Regions from separate parts of the Macaca mulatta genome. Here all the other regions are linked to region 1. The links are chromatin contacts, called in public Hi-C maps. All regions are on one chromosome and are shown on one strand. Each heading gives the region's core, a stretch centred on a gene start, on an enhancer-like site or on the middle of the called end of the contact. The rest is flanking DNA. Distances are from core to core; before and after follow the strand shown.

Region 1 (4,949 bases), core at 1,196-3,695:
AGCAGGCCAGAGAGGTTTTTCCTTTTAAAACCATTCTTCTGTAGAAATAGCTGACAAATTCATGCAATACATTTACAAACATTTTAGGAAAACCAACTTAACAGCACAGATACTTTAATCCTACTCTTTCTAATCCTAAAAATAAATTACATAAATGACATATATATAAATTTTGGTTCTGTGAACTTGGATTAGTCTTTAAGAAACAAAGAGCATAGGCACGGCACAGTGGCTCACGCCTGTAATCTCAGCACTTTGGGAAGCCAAGGCGGGCAGATCACTTGAGGTCAGGAGTTCGAGACCAGCCTGGCCAACATGGTGAAACCCTGTCTCTACTAAAAATACAAAAATTAGCCGGGCATGGTGGCGCGCGCCTGTAATCCCATCTACTCGGGAGGCACAGGCAGGAGAATCACTTGAATCCAGGAGGCGGAGGTTGCAGTGAGCTGAGATCCGGCCACTGCACTCCAGCCTGGGCGACAGAGGAAGACTCGGTCTGGGGGTAAAAAAAAAAAGAAAAGAAAGAAACAAAGAGCATCCACTTCCCACCTTTCACACACAACACAGCCAATTAAATCAAAAGATTCCACTATCATAGCATAATACCCCTTGAGTTTTCAGGCAGATAAGACACTCAGACACACCTTGCTTTTTATAGAACAGGCCCAAATGAGACACAATAAAACGATGATTCCATGTTAGGAATTCCCTACCAACCATATCCTCCTCTTTTTGGTGACTAGATTGTAAAATAAGTCAATTAAGAGTTCACAACGGAAGTGCTGAAGCAACCGCAAATCCAGACACAAAAATACAGAGGAACGTATTCGCATCTCAAGCACGTCCAAATGTCTCGGCCAATGCGATCCGATCACTGCCGTTTCCAGAAACACACAGTAATGGCTTTTAATTCATTTCTATAAATGTTCGTTGTGCGTAAAGCCAAACTGCACGCAAAACCGCAAAACACAAAAGATTCCTCACATTCCGTTTATAGCCAGAAGATAGGCCATCCTCTCTGCGCCTATCCCAGAAAGCTCTCCATACGGCAGTAAGAATTTGATGACACCCCATGCTACCTACACATCAAAATGTCATCCCACGAAGTGGAGGGGGAGCAGTGTCAGCATCCGCTGGCCTCCATGAAACGCCACTGCCAGTATTCCCACCTTTAGGCAAATACGAACCCAAGTGAAGTCGATGGAAAGTTCCCACCAACCAAGCACATTTGGTTCCCTTCTGCCCCCAAGGCCAAGCAGCTCAACTGATGAGATCTGCTGTTGCACCTGCCACGGCTCTGAACCCGGGATGCTCGGCGACCCCCGGACACACAAAAAGGCCCTGCGGCCTAACGCGCCAGTGACCCTTCGCCAAGAGCGCACGGAAGGCCGCTGGAGCATCCCTCTCGCTGTCCACACCGCCCGCTTCCCTGACAAAGGCCCCGTGTCAATCCATCCCAGACACAACACAGAGAAGTTGCTGGATTGCCCACCGCGGACCCGCAGCTGCCACTACCCTCTCCCGGAAAAAAGAAAAAAACCACAGAACTAGGGAAGAAAAGGGTGGGAGGGTGCACAGCGTTAAAATAAAAATGTTCCCAAAGCTAAGCAACCTGGGTGTGCCCTGGAAGTGGGTCCAGGGGGCCCGTGGGGGAGGGGAGGGAGGCCCGGGTGGTGGCGGCGGCTCCTCCGGGGCATGAAGGCCGAGCCGGGTGCTAGTCTAATAAAATGCCGGGTGTCGGAACGCTCAGAAGAAAACCACAAATGAAATCCCCGGCGGGCGCCAGGCCCAGAGGAGGGAGGGAGGGAGAGCGGGGCGGGCGGTCTGCAGACCTGCGGCCGCGGCCCCCACCTGCCCGCCCCGCGCCCACACACACCTGCCCCGGCAGCCCCTGGGAGGCGAGGCCCGCGGCTGGGGCGAGGAAGGGGCCCGACCCGGGGGCGCCGGGAGAGTGGGCCAGTCCGATGGCGGGGGCCGGGGGCCGCCTCGCTCACCTCCAGGTCGGTGTCGGCGGCCTCCGGGGCCCCGAGGATCTCGCTGGGCAACTCGGCCAGGTCGGTGACCCGGATCAGCCCGTCGTGCAGGAAGATGGTCTCCTCCTTCACCGAGAGCCACTGCGCCGAGTCAGCGGCCGCCGCCGCCGCCGCCGCCGCGGCCGCCGACGAGCCCATGGCCCCGGCTGAGGGCTTGGAGCTGAGGAGCAGACGCCCGGCCGGCGGAGACGGAGCAGCAGCAGCCGCGATCACCAGTCCATGGCAGCGGCCGCCGCGTCCGCCAGCGGCGACCCGCTTGCCGCCTCGCCCGTGCAGCTCCGCCCTAGGCGGTCCGAGTCGCCATCCCCCCCGACCCCGGCCCGGGAGACCCCGGCCCCGCAGCCGCCGCCGCCGCCGCCGCCCTCAGGAGCAGGATCCGCCTCTGCCGCTCGGCAGCCAACTGTCAGTGAGACGCCATGTTGGGGGCGGGGCTCCCGGCATGCCCCGCGGAGCGGACAATACAGGCCCCGCCCGCCGCCCCGCCCACCGCTCCGCGGATCCGGCCACCCGGGTGGCCTGGACCCCCGCCTCGCCCTTTGCTGCCGGTTGCCCTCAGCCTGACCTCTGCCGGCCCCTTCTCCTCCTGGCCATTCAGTGTAGCCCTGGCTCTGCAGCGCGCCAGGGAAGAGGACGCCGCCTCCCCGGTCCTGTCCCTACTCAGGTGTGCACTCCTTGCTCGGACCCGCGCCCCCACGCTGGGCAGAGCATAGAGATCACTCCTTGTTTTCACGTTTAAATGAGATGCAAGCGAAAGGCTGGTGCAGAATAGGCGCTGCACACTTGTTCATAAGCACTTGGTAGAATAGCATAGTAGGTGATTAATATTTACTGAAAAGTCTAGTACCCAGTAAGCACTCAAAACAAAAAATAAAGCGTCTGTCAACAATGCTTGGTGCCCAATGCCCGACACTTAATATGTGCTCAGTGAGTGGCAGTTCTAATTATTGCTATGTTCATTCCATCAGTTTTCCACACTAATTGACATACACCTTAAAAATATGCTCACTAGGCCGGGCGCGGTGACTCAAGCCTGTAATCCCAGTACTTTGGGAGGCCGAGGCGGGTGGATCACGAAGTCAGGAGATCGAGACCATCCTGGCTAACATGGTGAAACCCCGTCTCTACTAAAAATACAAAAAACTAGCCGGGCGCGGTGGTGGGCGCCTGTAGTCCCAGCTACTCGGAGGCTGAGACAGGAGAATGGCGTAAACCCGGGAGGCGGAGCTTGCAGTGAGCCGAGATCGCGCCACTGCACTCCAGCCTGGGTGACGCAGCGAGACTCCGTCTCAAAAAAAAAAAAAAAAAAATATGCTCACTAGGCCGGGTGCGGTGGCTCACACCTGTAATCCCAGCACTTTGGGAGGTCGAGGCAGGAGGATTGCTTGAGCCCAGGAGTTTGAGGCCAGCCTGGGCAACACAGGGAGACCCCATCTCTACAAAAAATAAAAATTAGTAGGCCGGGCGCAGTGGCTCACGCCTGTAATCCCAGCACTTTGGGAAGCCAAGGCAGGCGGATCACGAGGTCAGGCGATCAAGACCATCCTGGCTAACACGGTGAAACCCCGTCTCTACTAAAAATACAAAAAAAATTAGCCAGGCCTGGTGGCGGGCGCCTGTAGTCCCAGCTACTCGGGAGGCTGAGGCAGGAGAACGGCGTGAACCCGGGAGGTGGAGCTTGCAGTGAGCCCAGATCACGCCACTGCACTCCAGCCTGGGCGACAGAGCAAGATTCCTTCTGAAAAAAAAAAAACAAAAAAACACCAGATGTTTAAGGTGGGTTGCCATGGGAGTGTGGGGCTGGTCTGGAACTACTGAGATGAGATTGTTCTCTATTGCTTGTATATTTTTATCACTTAAAAAATAATAAAACAGGCAGGGTGCAGTGGCTCACGCCTGTAATCCCAGCACTTTGGGAGGCCAAGGTGGGCAGATCACCTGAGGTCAGGAGTTTGAGGCCAGCCTGGCCAACGTGATGAAACCCTGTCTCTACTAAAAAAAAAATACACAAATTAGCCAGGAATGGTTGCTCATGCCTGTAGTCCCAGCTACTCAGGAGGCTGAGGCAGGAGAATCGCTGGAACCCAGGAGGTGGAGGTTGCAGTGAGCCGAGATCGTGCCACTGCACTCCAGCCTGGGCAACAGAGTAAGACTCCATCTTAAAAATAATAATAATAAAAATAACAGGAGAATAATAAGGTGCATACCCTTTCATCCAGCAATTCAACTTTGAGGAAGTTGTCTGCAGGAAATAATCAGACTCGTAGTCAAGGATGGATATACAGGGTTGTGTAGCTCAATATTGTTTACAAAAGGAAAAACTATTTTCAATCTAGATATCCAACAATATGGGGCTGGTTAACTAAAATATGGTATATCCATAAGATGGAATATTATGGCAGGGCACAATGGCTCACACCTATAATCCCAGCACTTTGGGAGGCCAAGGCTGGCAGATCTCTTGAGCCCAGAAGCTCGAGACCCCCTTGGGCAACATGACAAAACCCCATCACTACAAAAAATACAAAAATTAGCCAGGCATGTTAGTGCATACCCATAGTCCCAGCTACTCAGGAGGCTGAGGCAGAAAGATCGCTTGGGCCCAGAAGGCAGAAGTGATGTCCAACTTCTGTGAGCCACCGTGCCTGGCCCTTCATTCCCTTTTCCAAACCTACTGACAACTGTCTGTCACAATTAAAAAAAAGGCTGGGTGTGGTGGCTCACGCCTGTAATCCCAGCACTTTGGGAGGCTGAGGCGGGCAGATCACCTGAAGTCAGGAGTTCGAGACCAGCCTGGCCAACACAGTAAAATCCTTTCTCTACTAAAAAATATATAAAAATTAGCCAGGCATGGTGGCGTGCACCTGTAGTCCCAGCTACTCAGGAAGCTGAGGTTGCAGTGAGCCGAGATCGCACTAC
Region 2 (4,949 bases), core at 973-3,472, 290 kb before region 1:
CCCTGTCTCTACTAAAAAAATACAAAAAACTAGCCGGGCGAGGTGGCCGGCGCCTGTAGTCCCAGCTACTTGGGAGGCTGAGGCAGGAGAATGGCGTAAACCCGGGAGGCGGAGCTTGCAGTGAGCTGAGATCCAGCCACAGCACTCCAGCCTGGGTGACAGAGCAAGACTCCATCTCAACAAAAAAATAAATAAATAAAATAATTAGCCAGCATGGTAGTGGGCACCTGTAATCCCAGCTACTCAGGAGGCTGAGGCAGGAGAATCACTTGAACCCAGGAGGCGGAGGTTGGTTGCAGTGCGCTATGATTGTGCAACTGCACTCTAGTCTGGACGACAAAACGAGACTGTCTCCAAAAAAGAAAAAAAAAGGTGAGCCTGGAGCCAGGCATGGTGGCTCACACCTATAATCCCAGCACTTTGGGAGGCTGAGTAGGACAGATTACTTGAGGTCAAGAGTTTGAGTCCAGCCTGGCCAACATAGTAAAATCCTGTCTCTACTAAAAACATGAAAGTTCGCTGGGCCTGGTGCCGTGCACCTGTAATCTCAGCTACTCAAGAGGCTGAGGCAGGAGAATCGCTTGAACCCGGGAGCCAGAGGGTGCAGTGAGCTGAGATTGTGTCACTGTACTCCAACCTGGGTGACAGAGTGAGACTCATCTCAAAAAAAAAAAGGTGAGCCTGAAACAGTTCACAGGGGTTCAACTTCTAGCTCCAAGAAATACTAGCTGAGTGGCCTTAGACAAATTACACAACATCAATAAAGCCTCAGTTTCCTCATCTGGTTTTGTTGCTGCTGTTGTTGTTGTTAAAGGGTTCAGGGCCATGAAAAAACAGTACCCATCTCTTGAGAATGGGTGAAGATTATATTAGATAACCCATATAAAAGGCCAAGGCCAGTGACTGTCATAATGAGTTGTCTATAAACTTTAGCTATAGGATTGCTGCTAAAATCAAATGAGATGTAAGAGTAAAAAATCACACAAATTATGAAATAAAAGCAGGAGTAACTGTGGCCAGAAACAAAGTTAACCACTGCTCCCTACTCCCAAAACCATTTCCGCCATGGGAAGAAGCCTCCAATTTAATAACATCCACACAACGTCTATAAACACGATGTCTACTTTTGTAAAAACCACTGACCTTGAGGCTTCCTCACCATTAAGTGAGATAGACCAAGACCATAAAACCATCTAACAGGAAAGGAAATGCAAAAAGGACCAATCCAATTACACAACATCTCGGTTATTGGAAAAGGGTTTCTCCCAAACTCAAATCTGTGATTTTTCACTACCAGGGTAACTGGATGACATCAAGGTCTTCAAGCCTGCGGGTTGAGGTAAGAGTGGTGGAGAGGGATCTGCTTAGCATAGGGAAGGAAAGCTGCAGAGAAAACCACAGAGAAGCTGCAGAAAGGAGAAGCCCTCCAGTAGCTCTGCATGCCCCTCTGACACGAGCTATCACAACCTCTTCACCGCTATTTTGGGCCCAAGACCCCCTCCCCCCGCCTCCCACGTGTGACCAGAGCAGCTGCTTCTCCACCAAACAGCTCTGGATTGGGAGCCTGGAATCTCGGGCCTGCTCCCGACTCGATGTGGGTGACCTTGCGTCAGCCCCTTCCCCACTCTAGACCTCGGTTTCTCCTGTGCACCGAAGCCCACCTAGTCAGACAACCCTCCAGGCCCAATTCCCGCAAAAAAAAAAAATATATATATATATATATATAAAAATATATATATACACACATATGTACATATCTGGTAGGGAATCTTCCCTCAGGCAGGGCGTCCCACACTAGTGCCGGAGCCGGCTTCCACCTTCGAGGAGATCTCCGGTTTCCCTAGGAGCGGCGGTAACAATGCAGCCTGCGGGTAGCGCAGGTGTTTGCAGAACCACGCGTCCCACGGGGCCTGCCAGGCAGGCAGCTCTGCCGACCAGCTGCTGCCCAGACCGCGCCGCTACCACCTCAGGGCTGAGGAAGGCTGGGCCGGCGCCTACGCGAGGCCCGCGGCTGCGGCCTAGTGGCCCGCGCGGCCCGCCCCCTGCGCCTGCCCGGCCCGCGCGCCGGCCCTCAGCACCCATCCCGGGCTTTCGCCCCAGCCTCGGCAGCCCTCGGCGCGTCGGGCTGGTGAGCTGGCTGGCCCGAGACACTCACCGTAAATGGGCCGGAGGCGCCTGTCGTTAGGGTCCTGCACATGGCCCCGCGTCGCCATGATGACAAGCGCAGAACCACAGTGCGCACGCGCGGGGCAGGACCCCGGGAAAGGGCTATTAAAGGGCCAGCATCGATCTCGCTTGTTTATCGCGATAGTCGCGGTGCTGCGACTGAACGCGCCTGCGCGGAAAGGGAAGCATCAGTCCTTGCCGATTGCCACTTCTTTAAACGCTGATTCTTCACTTTGCAGGTGGGATCAAGCTGGCAAAGAGGAGGCAGCTGTTGCTGTTAAAATCCTCTGAGTCACTGACTGGGAAGTGAGGAAAGGAGGGGAGAAAGCTCTCAAAGTTAGGGTTCGGCTGCTCCTGTTTATCCTATTTATTCTTTGTCTTGAAGAACCAGCTAGATTTGGCTGTGATTAATTGCAGAGGAACCAGAAACTCCTGGCGGAGAGAGACCCAGGGGAAAGCTGGGGAAGTGGGGCTGATGAACAGCAAAAATCTGCCAAAAAAGTTCGAGAGAGCCGGGCGCGGTGGCTCACGCCTGTAATACCAGCACTTTGGAAGGCCCAGGCGGGCGGATCACAAGGTCAGGAGATCCAGACCATCCTGGCTAACACGGTGCAACCCCATCTCTGCTAAAAATACAAAAAATTAGCCGGGCGTGGTGGCGGGCGCTTGTAGTCCCAACTACTCCGGAGGCTGAGTCGAGGAGAATGGCGTGGACCGGGGAGGCGGAGCTTGCAGTGAGTCCAGATCAGGCCACTGCACTCCAGCCTGGGCAACAGAGCGAGACTCCGTCTCAAAAAAAAAAAAAAACCTTGAGAGCCCTCCACCACCTGTTCCTGGGCCAAACGGAGGTTCGGACTGCTATTTCTTGTGGTCCAGTAAGGAGATGCAGATGAACTGGAGAAGAAGCGAGTTTTTATTTCTGCAACCGGTTACAGGGAGAAGGCCTGGAAATTATCACCAAACCAACTCAAAATTACAAAGCTTTCCAGTGCTTATATACCTTCTAAGCTATATGTCTATATGTAAGTGTGCATTCATCTAAAGACATAAGTGATGAACTTAGTCTATAACTAAGGTCTGCGTCCTGAAGACCTTCCTTTGAAGCCTCAGTAAATTTACTTAATCTAAATGGCAATAGGTGCTGAGGTGATTACCCTTATCTTGTCTCCTGCTAAATCACGGAGGTTTGGGGAGTTACTTCAGACCCCGGATAAAACTTGTTTAATCCTAAATGGGTCCTGTGAGGAATTCTTTCATTATTTTGTCATGCTTTAAGGCCAAGGAAAGGCCTAGGCAAAACTCTTGGTGGGCTTTTGTTAAATTCCAGCCTTTGTATAAGGGCACCGGCTTTATTGTAGCTTTTAATATTTAACTTAACCACTCAGTCAGTACTGAAACAGTTTTTATGGAGGCCTGTGTTAGTGAGACCTGGCCTGCCACACACCCTTCTCCCAGGACTCAGCCAACAAAGAAGCATCCTAGATGAATACTTACTCGGTATATGCCTAGAGTATTGAAATGCAACGTCTTTACATTTATTCTCTCATTTAATTTTCATAACTGTTGTCGTATTTCCCTGGGAGGTAGATCCTATTATTAACTCTCTTTTTACAGATAGATTTATTCATACAACACTGAGTTATTGAGTGCCTATTATTTGACATACTCTTGTTTTAGGCACTGAGGATACATCAATAAATAAAATAGACGGAGACTTAATGGAGCTTTTATTTGTAGTGAGGGAGACAGACAATAAATAAGTAGATAGCCTATCACATGGTGATAAATGCTACTGAGAAAAATAAAGCAGGAAAGGGGGGCAGTGAGAGAGGGAGGTAATTTTAGTGTGGTTTACAGTGGCTCACCCCTGTAATGCCACCACTTTGGCAGGCCAAAGTGGGTGGATCACATGAGGTCAGGGGTTCGAGACAAGCCTGGCCAACATGGTAAAACCCCTTCTCTGCTAAAAATACAAAAATTAGCTGGGCATGGTGGTGTGAGCCTGTAATCCCAGCTACTCGGGAGGCTGAGGCAGGAGAATCGCTTGAACCCAGTAGGCGAAGGTTACAGTGAGCCGAGATCGTGCCATTGCAACAAAGATCGTGCCTTTGGCAACAAAGCAAGACTCTTGTATAAATAAATAAATAGGCCAGGTGCAGTGGGTCATGCCTGTAATCTCAGCACTTTGTGAGGCCGAGGCATGGTGGCACGTGCCTGTAATCCCAGCTGAGGCTGAGGCCTGAACCTGGGAGGTGGAGGTTGCAGTGAGCCAAGATCACGTTATTGCACTCTAGCCTGGGCAACAGCAAGACTCTGTCACAAAAAAAAAAAAGGCATTTAAATACTCCCTGGAGGTCGGGAATGATGACTCACACCTGTAATCCTAACATTTAGGGAGGTCTAGGCCAGCGGATCACTTGAGGACAGGAGTTTGAGACCAGCCTGGGCAACATGGTGAAACCCCGTCTCTACTAAAAATACAAAAATTAGCTGAGTGGCCAGGCACAGTGGCTGACACCTGTAATCCCAGCACTTTGGGAGGCTGAGGTGGGCGGATCACAAGGTCAGGAGATCGAGACCACCCTGGCCAACATGGTGAAACCCTGTCTCTACTAAAAATACAAAAAAATTACCCGGGTGTGGTGGCGGGCACCTGCAGTCCCAGCTACTCGGGAGGCTGAGGCAGGAGGATGGTGTGAACCCGGGAGACAGAGCTTGCAATGAGCCGAGATCATGCCACTGCAGTCCAGCCTGGGCGACAGAGCAAGACTCTGTCTCCAAAA
Region 3 (4,949 bases), core at 1,129-3,628, 270 kb before region 1:
AGTAGCTGGGACTACACGCATGAGCCACCACCAGTGGCTAACTTTTTGTATTTTTTGTAGAGACAGGATTTTATTATGTTGCCCAGGCTGGTCTGGAAGTCCTGAGCTCAGGCGATCCACCCGCCTCGACCTGCCAAAGTGCTGGGATTGTGAGCCACCACGCCTGGCCAAAAACTAGAACCAGTTCTAATGTTTGTCAGTATAAATTGTGGCATATCCATGTGCTGTGCTACTTGGCACTGAAAAGGAATAGGCTTGATATTATCAACAGCATGGATAAACCTCAAAAACATTATGCTGAGTTAAAACACCTTATTCATAAGAGAACACACTATATGGTTCATTTTTTCTTTATATATACTTAATATATTAATATGCTTAATTCATATTAATACACATTTTTTCTGATTGTTTTTTAATCTTTAATGATTGTGCTTTCTTTTGAACTCCAGTAAGTTTTAACATACAATGTAAAGTGCTTAAGACATAGGTGTGTAGCTTAATAACTATTTACTAATTAATACATCTGTGTTAATCACTTTGCAGATCAAGATATAAATATTTCTAGAAAATCTTTCTTATATCCCCTTGCAGGCTATATACCCTCTGAATGGAACCAGTTACTTACTTCTCTTCTTTAGGTTAGTTTTCCCTGGTTTTGAACTTTATATGTTTGGAATCGCACAAATTATACTGCATATTTAAACTAAATATTTTATTTTGTTATAAATATTGCTTTGAGACGGAGTTTTGATTTTGTTGCCCAGGCTGGAGTGCAGTGGCTCAATCTCGGCTCACTGCAACCTCTACCTCCTGGGTTGAAGGGATTCTCCTGTCTCAGCCTCCCAAGTAGCTAGGATTATAGGCGCCTGCCACCACAGCCAGCTAATTTTTGTATTTTTAGTAGAGATGGGGTTTCACCATGTTGGCCAGGCTGATCTGGAACTCCTGACCTCAGGTGATCCACCAGCCTCGGCCTCCCAAAGTGTTGGGATTACAGGCGTGAGCCACCGCGCCCAGCCCATTAGATGCTTTTCTTGCTTAGTACTAGCTTATGAACATTTTGCTATTATATTATATTATATTATATTATATTATATTATATTACATTATATTATTTTTGAGACAGGGTCTTGCTCTGTTCCCCCAGGCTGGAGTGCAGTGGCATGATCAGGGCTCACTCCAGCCTCTGCCTCCTAGACTCGAGGGATCCTTCCACCTCAGCCTCCCAAGGAGGTGGAACTACAGGTGCGTGCCACCACGCCTGGCTAATTTTTGTATTTTTTTTGTAGAGATACGGTCTCACTATATTGCCCAGGCTGGTCTCTAATTCCTGAGCTCAAGAGATCCACCCGCCTTGCCCTCCATATTTTGCAATTTTTTTTTTTTTTTTTTTTTTTTGAGACGGAGTCTTGCTCTGTCACCCAGGCTGGAGTGCAGTGGCCGGATCTCAGCTCACTGCAAGCTCTGCCTCCCGGGTTTACGCCATTCTCCTGCCTCAGCCTCCCGAGTAGCTGGGACTACAGGCGCCCGCCACCTCGCCCGGCTAGTTTTTTGTATTTTTTAGTAGAGACGGGGTTTCACCGTGTTAGCCGGGATCGTCTCTCGATCTCCTGACCTCGTGATCCGCCCGTCTCGGCCTCCCAAAGTGCTGGGATTACAGGCTTGAGCCACCGCGCCCGGCCCATATTTTGCAATTATAATCTGCAATGGAATCATAATTTTAAATGGCTGTATTGTTTGTAATATGTGCTTGGTAATTATACTTACATAATTATTCTCTCCTTTATTATACACGAGGTAAGAGAAGCTCAGGGAATCCATTCAGGCAGCAAGTGGAGAAACTAGCTCTCAAACCTGCATCTCAGGTTCACTCTTCCACTGCAAAAAAGTAAAGTGCTCAAATATGGTCACAGCCCTGCAGAAGTCTTGCACAAGGGCATTATCATAGCAACAAGAATGACTAATAAGTATTAATGGCTCATGAGAAAAGAAAAAATACCATTAATTATCTCAATATATTAGGCATATTACTAATGTTTGTACAGAATTATTCATGCAAATATTATTAGCCTGTGTCGGGGACAGTTGTTAAACTCAGCAACAGGCTCACAGCTCAGCTCCGTGCCTCTGGTTCCAGATGTGCAGGGGCCAGGGCTTCCAGGGACACGCCCCCGTGGGCCTCCGGGGAGCCAATCGACGCGCAGAAGGCGGGGCCCTGGGAGCGACAACGGTGTTATCCAATGGGTCGACAGCTGGAGCAGCCCCTGGCCAATGGGAGCGCTCCTCCGCGATGGGCGGAAGTGGTGAGGCAGCTCTGAGGGCCGTTGTTCAGTGCGGGGTCTGACAGAGGAGGCTCCGTGTCTGCAGCTAGTGTGTCAACTCAACGTTTCTCCTCTCGTCCCTGGTGAGGTGTAGCGGCGGCACGCGGCTGGAGATTCCCTGAGGCCTCCAGTTTAGGAAGGGTCCGGCATCCCAAGGGAGGGGTGTGTGGGCGTGGGGTCTCTGGGCCCGGGGTAGCGACTGTGAGGAGAGGATGCCCGCGCGGCGGCATCTCTGGCGACTGGAGGAGGCCGCGCTTTCTCCTCAGGGAACCGGCGCCTTGGCAGCCCCCGGCGACGCCGCCCCCTTCGCGGCCTAGGTTGGTCTGGGGAGCCGGGAAGCGGGCGTCGTCCGCAGCGCCTCTGTGGCCACCGCGTCCCGGGCGGAGCTGGGCTCAATGCCGGCCTGGGCCTAGAGCCCGAGCCTCGAGCTGCCGGCCTGGGGGGTCGCGAGTGGCCTAATGCGGCCTCGAGGCCGAAGGACCCGAGTCCGAGCCCGCACTCCGACCCGCTGGTGCTGCGGAAAACTCAGGTGGCCTTCCGCTTTCGCAGCCTCTAAAGTGGGGACCAAGACTTTCACCTCTTAGGATTGTAGTCGGGATTAAAAGATTTTCCCGGTAAGCGTTTGGCAACTGCTATTATTTGAGAAGCCGCTTACTTCTTCACTCCCCATCACCGACCTTGCTGGGGAAGGGGGCGATTGGAAACTACCTTGGGGTATCTGGACCCGGCAGTGGAAGCTACGCTGCCTCGGGCAGAGGGACGGTCCCCTCTGCGGACCAGAGAGATCTAGCCGACGCCCAACGGGCTCCTTATAAGCTTGAAGACTTTTTTCTGTGCCTCGACTCTTCCGTGCATTCGCTCGTTTCCTTGATCCTTTGAAGTATTGTCAGTCTTCTGCCTGAAGAATCTGAGGCCCAGAGAGGTTAAATCTGGCAGAACCAGCCAGAACTTGACCCCCAGAGGGGGACCCTGCAGGCCACCCCCAGTCTCCTTGCATCTAGAAAAGCAAGCACCTGCCACATCTGAGCTCTGGCCTTAGAGTTGGCCATTTAGTGGTCTGGAATAGAGCACACCTGAAATCAGTCGGACAGCCCTCCTTAGTTGCCATTTCGTGAGAGTGAATATCTTTTTTTTTTTTTTTTTGAGATGGAATCACCTTCTGTTGTTCAGGTTGGAGTGCAGTGGCGAGATCTCAGCTCAATGCAACCTCTGCCCCCTGGGTTTAAGTGATTCTCTTGCCTCAGCCTCCTGAGTAGCTGGCATACAGGCGCCCGTCACCACGCCCAGCTAATTTTTGTATTTTTAGTAGAGACTTGGTTTTGCCATGTTGGCCAGGCTGGTCTCGAACCCCAGACCTCCAGTGATCCGCCCACCTCGCCCTCCCAAAGTGCTGGGATTACAGGCGTGACTGCCGCGCCCAGCCCAGAGTGGGTATCTTGAATTATGTCATTCCCTAGTTTAAAGCCCTTCAGTGTTTACCATTGAGCTTGGAATCTAATCCAATATTCTTTCTGTCTTATATGACAAGACCTTGAGTCATTCCCCTTTTTTATTATGTTTTTCCAGGTCTGCCTTTACTTTCTCTTTCTTTTTTTTTTTTTTTTTTTTGTTGTTGAGACAGAGTCTCGCTTTGTCGCCCAGACTGGAGTGCAGTGGCCGGATCTCAGCTCACTGCAAGCTCCGCCTCCCGGGTTCACGCCATTCTCCTGCCTCAGCCTCCCGAGTAGCTGGGACTACAGACGCCCGCCACCTCGCCCGGCTAGGTTTTTGTATTTTTTAGTAGAGACGGGGTTTCACCGTGTTAGCCAGGATGGTCTCGATCTCCTGACCTTGTGATCCGCCCGTCTCGGCCTCCCAAAGTGCTGGGATTACAGGCTTGAGCCACCGCGCCCGGCCCTACTTTCTCTTTCATTGCTTTTAGGCCTTTTGCCCTTTCCACTGCCTGGATGGATTTTCCCCCATTCCCATCCTCCATCTTTGTCTTTTCATGGTTGGCTCTTGTACTTCAGTTCTTACTTTAAATGTCGTCTGCCTAGAAAGTTCTTCTCTGATCACTCTTATCTACCTAAAGTAGATTTGCCTCTACTCCACCCCCATTTATTTGTCTGTATACTTTTCCATCACAATACTCACCTTAAGTTATATGTATTTTTTTGCTTATTGTTTTTCTCTACCACTAAATCGCTTTATCAGATACTATATTTCCTTATTTTGTAAAGTATTTTTAGTGCCAGGGCACAGTGGCACACAGTATGGTCTTCTTTTTCTTTGAGACAGGGTCTCACTTTGTCACCCAGGCTGGAGTGCAGTGGTGTGATCACAACTCACTCACTGTAGCCTTGACCTCCTGGGCTCAAGCCTCCCAAGTAGCTGGGGACTACCTCATCCTCCCACCCCAGCCTCCCAAGTAGCTGAGATTACAGGCATGTGCCACCACACCCACCTAATTTTTTGCCTTTTTTTTTTGAGACAGAGTCTCGCTCTGTTGCCCAGGCTGGAGGGCAGTGGCGTGATCTCAGCTCACTGCAAGCTCTGCCTCCCGGGTTCATGCCATTCTCCTGCCTCAGCTTCCCGAGTAGCTGGGACCACAGGCGCCCGCCACCACGCCCGGCTAATTTTTTGTAT

What was found. A called contact is a pair of places that touch in the nucleus more often than the background predicts.
Region 2: a contact with region 1 is called in a Hi-C map of fetal cortical plate, with 4 times the contacts expected there. The contact joins the promoter of NAA25 here to the promoter of HECTD4 in region 1. A contact is called at or near these places in 5 of 14 Hi-C or Micro-C datasets (CD4 T cells, cortical neurons, fetal cortex germinal zone and 2 more).
Region 3: a Hi-C map of fetal cortex germinal zone shows a contact between it and region 1, with 5 times the contacts expected there. The contact joins the promoter of TRAFD1 here to the promoter of HECTD4 in region 1. A contact is called at or near these places in 3 of 14 Hi-C or Micro-C datasets (cortical neurons, fetal cortex germinal zone and fetal cortical plate).

Annotation. Positions count from the first base shown.
Region 1 is chr11:119,617,866-119,622,814 of T2T-MMU8v2.0, forward strand. It overlaps HECTD4 (HECT domain E3 ubiquitin protein ligase 4), which reads right to left and starts at 2,446. Exons shown (of 76, transcript XM_077955095.1): 1 at 1,995-2,446. It overlaps LOC144333092 (a long non-coding RNA gene), which reads right to left and starts at 1,101. Exons shown (of 2, transcript XR_013401449.1): 1 at 645-1,101.
Region 2 is chr11:119,330,028-119,334,976 of T2T-MMU8v2.0, forward strand. It overlaps NAA25 (N-alpha-acetyltransferase 25, NatB auxiliary subunit), which reads right to left and starts at 2,223. Exons shown (of 23, transcript XM_015152851.3): 1 at 2,156-2,223. It overlaps LOC144333088 (a long non-coding RNA gene), which reads left to right and starts at 2,324. Exons shown (of 3, transcript XR_013401444.1): 1 at 2,324-3,188.
Region 3 is chr11:119,350,443-119,355,391 of T2T-MMU8v2.0, forward strand. TRAFD1 (TRAF-type zinc finger domain containing 1) reads left to right here and starts at 2,379. Exons shown (of 12, transcript NM_001266507.1): 1 at 2,379-2,938.